2 separate regions of the Mus musculus genome follow, and region 1 is linked to region 2. A link is a contact called in public Hi-C data. All regions are on one chromosome and are shown on one strand. The core of a region is the stretch at or near the end of the contact, and the rest is flanking DNA. Distances in the headings are between cores, read along the strand shown.

What was found. A called contact is a pair of places that touch in the nucleus more often than the background predicts.
Region 1: a contact with region 2 is called in a Hi-C map of the N1E-115 cell line, with 1.9 times the contacts expected there. The contact joins two enhancer-like sites. A contact is called at or near these places in 5 of 484 Hi-C or Micro-C datasets (the N1E-115 cell line, beige adipocytes, embryonic stem cells and 2 more).

Annotation. Positions count from the first base shown.
Region 1 is chr15:56,277,194-56,280,614 of GRCm38.p6, forward strand. No RefSeq gene overlaps it. Among named protein-coding and RNA genes, the nearest start is that of Gm41326, 130 kb to the right of the region's middle. Within about 2 kb of position 1,603, at least 66 of the 459 cell types and tissues checked have an H3K27ac peak or open chromatin away from gene starts, as enhancers often do. A contact at or near this core is called in the N1E-115 cell line, where this site is marked.
Region 2 is chr15:56,076,606-56,079,678 of GRCm38.p6, forward strand. No RefSeq gene overlaps it. Among named protein-coding and RNA genes, the nearest start is that of Gm46516, 150 kb to the left of the region's middle. Within about 2 kb of position 1,331, at least 42 of the 459 cell types and tissues checked have an H3K27ac peak or open chromatin away from gene starts, as enhancers often do. A contact at or near this core is called in the N1E-115 cell line, where this site is marked.

The sequences.
Region 1 (3,421 bases), core at 353-2,852, 200 kb after region 2:
AAGAAGACACACTATACATTCTTGATATTGTTGAAGTGTTGGGTCACCATGTAAACAGGCACATACAGAAAAGGATTTTCTTTCTTGTTGGTTTTGAATTGTGCCTGTGCTTTGCCCTGTCTACCACTTATATGGGCCATTCAAGGAAAATTTCACCTTAGAAAAGCATAACTATAGGCAATCTGTGTACTACTCTGAGAAATCCTGTTAAGAATTTATATTCAGTTTGAGTTGAAATTTCATTTTTTTCTCAGATGTAAATAATAAGATCATCCAGGCTAAAGGCCAAAGTATGTGTCATATTTTTTTAAAAAATATAGTGTAAAAGAGGTCTTTTGAGGCTTTTCCTTGTTAGAATGAATTTTCATGATTAACCATTGAATAAAAGATGCTTACACAACCAAAGTCCTTTGTCAGAAAGGGGTAGCAATTCGTAGTTCCCAGTCTTTCCTAGGTCTTTGGCCAGGGACAAAGACAGCAGTAGCTTTATTGCAGTGTTAATTATTTAATTGAATGAGTATCCTCTTTCTTAAGCAGGAAATGCATGCCTGCATCTTAATTTCTCTGTCATGGAGTATGAAAGCAAGAAACACACAGTAGTAATATGTGATAATAGAAAAGAAATGTGCCTTTGTAACAACCTGAAATAAAATTAATGAACCAGATGATTAGACTTGTTAGTGAAAGATTTTTTTGTTTAACTGATGAAATCATTTCTCTCCCCTAACTGTCAAGTTTTCCTACTGTATTTAAAGAGTCGTGAGTTTCAAAGTCTGTTCATAGCCAATTCTGCACTGCAATAAAACTGTACAGTTGGAAGATTTCTGGGCATTTCTACTTGGAAGAAAGCATGCTGGGTTTTGTAGAACTCTTCATTTCACTGTGTCCGAGTTCCAGTCAGTGTGAGAAAACATGTGACTTGCCAGGCTCACAGAAGGTGAATGTCTCCTGCCTGCCTGACAGCATCTCTTGGTTCCCAGGGCAGAAATAATATGGTATGACTTTGTTTATATTCTGGCAGCTGCTCAAAAGAGGAAGACACTCACTGTGATTAGATTGATGTCTACCATTGAAAGATCAGTTCTTTGAGCTGGCTGGAAGCTGGGCTGCAGTTACCAGCTTTCTGAACGATTAAGTGGCTGAACTTGCTTTTTCGCATGCATAACTAGATCCAAATCCTCACTGTTCTCCCTTATTACATGTTTTATGTTTGAGTCTCAGTGTTTTCCAATTAAGAAAATGGAAATAATTGTTTCCCAAAAGCATTGTTGCAACAATTAAATGGTATGAAACAATGGGTAGATGTAAAGGTTCGGGAAATATAGAACATAACAATTAATAACTCCTATTAAAATTTGAAATACCTTTTAAATTTCAAGGGTTGTTTTTGTCTTGATAACAATAGATGTTATTCTCTATAGCACACCAACACAAAATTGTGCTTTAATAAGCATTTGTTACATTCAATTCAATTCCCTAGTCTGAATGAGCAATAAAGCTGACACGTGCTGTGCCTGCCAGGAAATACACTGGCAACGCTCAGATCGTTCACATGTGTTACAGTCACAGATGTTGGGAAAGGCCTCAGAGAGAGAAGCCAGGCCTTTAACACAGTGCTTTGGAAACCAGCCAGCTCTCAGCTGCACTTATCTTGCAGAGAGCCCAGGGCAGGAGACTCTGGTTTTTTGAGTTGCTCAGTAACCTTCATTAAATCGGACTTCCATGGAGTCTGGTAAGGCTAATTTCTTTTTCAGCACAGGTAAGGACAGAAGAGTTCACAGAAGTATCCACTTTCAGCGAGGTAATGATTAACAGAAAGCATTATTATAAATAAAAGGAAACAAGGACTCTTGCTGTTTAAGCAAGAACCACCAGTAGGCAAGTGGCATTCTCAGGATAGGTTATAAGAAGGGGCTGAGTGGAGCCTGGCATAAGTGAGCATTGATGGCAGAGTATTCCTCAGATATTGGCACCACAGGTCTGTTACCACCTCGAGCCAGTAGTTTCAGAAGCCAGCATGCATCAAGTCAAAACACTGTCAGGAATGGGGCTGCTACTTTCAGGTGAGACCCACAAGCCGTCCCTTAGCAAACTTTCAGGACAGTGGAGCAGACAACTGGGGAATGTGCTGACTTACTTCTGTTCCTATAATCTTCCACATCTATGCCTCTCATAAGAAGAATGGCAGGTGAAGAGAAAATGAAGTGCATCATATTTCAAAATCTTCCCACTCCAACTTAGCACGGAGTGACTTAGGATTGAAACCTCCCCCATGAAGTGACCCTGTGTGACCTTGTAGCTCTAGGGTAGACTTTTTGTACCTTCTCCACAGTGAGACCAAAAACATCAAATTAGTTGTTCTTGTACTTCACTCTTTTCTCAAATAGACCTCATACTCACCCCTGAACTGCCAATGCACATCTCTAGCAGTAATTACTTATGTTGAGATGGCAAACCCAACTTGTAGCTCGGTGTTACTGTTACATTATGACATAATAACAGAGAAAGTAACTGAAAGGGGAAATGATTTATTTTGGCTCACTGCTTGAGAGACTTCATTTGGTGGTCACTGGACTCCACCATTTGGAGGAAATGTTGAGGCCTAATATTATGGTATGGAGCATATGGAACAGCAAGGCTGGTTCCTTCCTGAAAGCCAAGATCAAAGAGAGACGCCTGTGGTCCTAACATCTTATTTAAGGTGGCCTTCCTAGTGACCTAACTTCTATAAGTTCCTAAGATTCCCAATAGATCCTGACACTGGCTGCCACTCTTCCAACATTTACAATCCTCGGAGGAACATTTAAGGTCCTGATCATGCTTTCTTCTTGGATGTAAGTTAACTTCACTTTCCTCTCTGTAGACCACGAATAGATATCATTGGCTTATCCTTTGAAGGCGTGGATGTGAACCACACAGAGGAAAATGTTGATAAGTTAAATCATATCCAATGGTTGACCTTTATGAGTACAGATAATACAATAATAATGATAATAATAGTTATTATCAACAGATATTGTTTTGTGGACTTTTTGAGAATACTATAGTTTTAATTTTATTTTTGCTTCACTTTAAAAACATGAGGGCCCTAAATCAAAATGATTACAGGCAGAGGAGTGAGAGCTTGAAGTTACATCCATTATATGTAAATGAAGCATGTCTACAATACAGCATTAGTGTATATGGTATAAAGATGACTTGCTGTCTTTCCATAATCTTTAGAACTCTCACATGCACATTTCTACTTAATATTACTAATATGATAAGTTACAATGTGTCATAAAGAGTTGTCTTTCATTGGGTTATTGCTTATTTATTCGCTTTGTTTTTCTATATACTTCTTCTAGATTTATTTTTATTTATGTGTGAGAGTATCATACAGATGTACAGGTACCCAAGAAGGCCAGAAACTGGATCTGGT
Region 2 (3,073 bases), core at 81-2,580:
AAGGAAGCTAGGAGAAAAGGGAGCTAAAAAACTCTGCAAAGTTGTCTAAGGTACATAGATGCATTTATTATTAAAGTGCTCTTGGTGGAGTGGGAGCCTAGCCTATCTTCAGGGACCACATTGTTAGTACATCCTTAAGTTAGCTTTATTAAACTAAGAAAAATTGAGCTTATTATGCAGCTGTTTGGTTTCATATAACAGAAACTGACTCTGGTTAACTTATGCAAAGAGGTAATTTATTGGAAGGAATAAAGTTGTTTGTGGACTATAAAGGGGAGTGGAGGACTTGGCCTGCACAGATGTGTGTGTGTGTGTGTGTGTGTGTGTGTTGGAGGCTGTGAGAACAGAGTGTGATTTCCTTACATTAGGAACTGATGAAATACCTTTGCCTTAATACTTTTCTACCTCAGAGAATGAAACCTAACTGTGCCTAATACTTTTCGTAATTCTGCCACAGATCAATATTTTGGGGAGCACATTTGTGTTCCCTGGATATGTCCTATGCTTGTCCTTTGGCTGACAGTGGGCAGAGTGACTCGATTAAAGTTGTAAAATCATGTTTAGACAGGGAAGAGGGAGCTCTCCACAAGGAAATTGCAATTACATTTACATAAGAAGGGCATGATATTGGATGGCAGCTAAGACAAGTCACTGTGCAGGGTCAGACCTGTTTTACATTATAGGAACCAGAGAGGTGGAGTGCTCCAGATGGGAGTTCTAAAATAAAAGCCAATCTGTATTTACATGACCATCCTTTTTGAAATGGATGAAATAGGCAGAGGGGTCCATGATGGTCATTTACAGGGACTACTGAGGTCCAAATTTGGGAAAGATTGGGTGTCTGAGCCTCTATAGTCCAAGACAAAAACAGTTCCAAGTACTCCAGAGACAACAAAGAGAGCAGGAGAAATTGCTGTATTCTTGTTAATGCCCAACTCTTTTTTATCTCAGCAACAGGAAGTCCCTGAAAGTCTCTTACAAAATGAAGGGAAGAAACAAATATGGATTTTTAATGTATTGCCTCTTCTCTGTCTCTGTCTGTTTCTGTCTCTGTTGTCTGTCTCTGTCTGCCTCTGTCTGTTTTTGTCTCACTGTCTCTGTGTTTCTCTGTCTTTGTGTCTGTCTGTCTTTCTCTCTCTCTCTCTCTCCCTCTCTCTCTCTCTCTCTCTCTCTCTCTCTCTGTGTGTGTGTGTGTGTGTGTGTGTGTGTGTGTGTGAGAATACGCGCGTGTATTCTCAAGGGGAGCCGATCCATTAGTAACAGGCAGACATGCCAAAAGCAATAAAGGGGCAGGCTCACTGGGCTAAGCAGGCAGTAGTTACAGGCTTTCCAGGAGAATCTTGCTCATTCATTAATTCTAGCCTTGGAAGGGAGCCAAGCTGTGTGGTTTCACCACAGCAAGGGGCGCGATCCTGATGATTAAATGCCCTTTGTTGCCTTGCATTTAACTTTTTCTAGTAACTCACTTTGAAGAATGGAAAACTGAGTTTTCAATGCTTTGTTGTCTGCTGAAGCTAAAGCTAGCAGTAATTGAAGCCAGCCGAATGAGGAAGGGAATGGTCAAGGTAAATCTTGGAGCACAAAGGAAGTCAAGGGACGGAGCGGTGGCTCAGTGTGTTCTCTATTCCTCTCTTGATGCGAGTGAGATTTTAGCTGCAGCATATTTTTGGAAAATCATGTACCATTTGGAAAATATGCTCCCTTCACCATTCTCTCTGGATTACTTATGCTCTACTGTGTACACAAGACATAGGGCTCGAACAATAAGAATGGCATTGCTGGGGAGATATCGTCATATGTAGCTGTCTATATCACACTGGGTTATCTCACCCCCAAATCCTTTGCTTTGTTTGCATGGCTGACAACTTAAATTATTTAATTAAGTTAACACCTCTGTTTTACCTTGATAGACACGTTTGCATTGTCTTGAGCGAAGGAAATGCTTCTGTTTAGTAATGTTTAAAACATATTAATGAACTAGCTAGATTCAATACCTGGGCTAGTAATTGTTATAAAGGAGGTGATTTATGGATGCTAACTAAAATGAGTAGAAAAATAAGGCCACTTTTTAATCTCCAAATGAAGAGGAAAATTTGAATATAACTTAACAATATTGAGACTAAGTAAATCGTTGAAATAGTCAAGGTTGGAGACTGTGTGAGCAAAGTTCTGTTCTATAAACTATTAAAACATGAAAGATAGTGTACTCGAGCATGGAAAACTACTGAACTTTAGGTTGAAAACCAGACATCATAGACTCCACTTCCTACCCCAAGACCTAGTTATAGCCTTGGCATCTTTAGGCTTATTTTCATGCTTGCTTTAACTTGACTTCTGGGTAGGAGAAGGATAAGGTTCTGAGGAGGTGGTTAGAAATTTCAAAAGGACATTTAGGCTTTATATTTTGCTTGGTGAATGTGTATAATATGTAAAGGAATATGGTAGCTCTGGAACACCATGGCTAATACCTTCTAGCAGGAAGTTGCACATATATATCTATAAATGTATATATGTATACATAGATATATTCTTTTTTAGTTTATTAAAACATAATTATATCATAAATATTAAGGAATTACATTCCTTGTCCAAATATTTCTTATGTCCTCCTGCCTCTTGTCCATAAGAAATTCATGTTTTTTTTAAACTATTATTATTACACATGAAGGCAAATGAATATAAATGTAACCGGTTGGGATCATTTAATGTTGTTTGAATGCATAACTTTTAAGTGCTGAACCTTTTGTCTTGGATTAAAAATTTAAAAGGATCTTTGTAAGGAGTTCTATTACAATATTATTTGTATATCTATTTCCCTATTTTAAGTGCATAATTCAAAGTTTGTAATTTATTTAAATAATTATGTAGCCATCACTAAAATCCAAGTTTGGATAGTCTCATTATGTCCCAAGTAAGACCATTACTAATTAGCTTTTCATAATCTTCTCCCATGCCCTTGACTACCACTAATTTATGTTTGGTGCATATGTATTTGAATATTTTATAGGATGCCATTTTATAGCATATGGTCTTTTCTGCCTGAACACTTTCACTCAGTATAAAGATTTTGGGG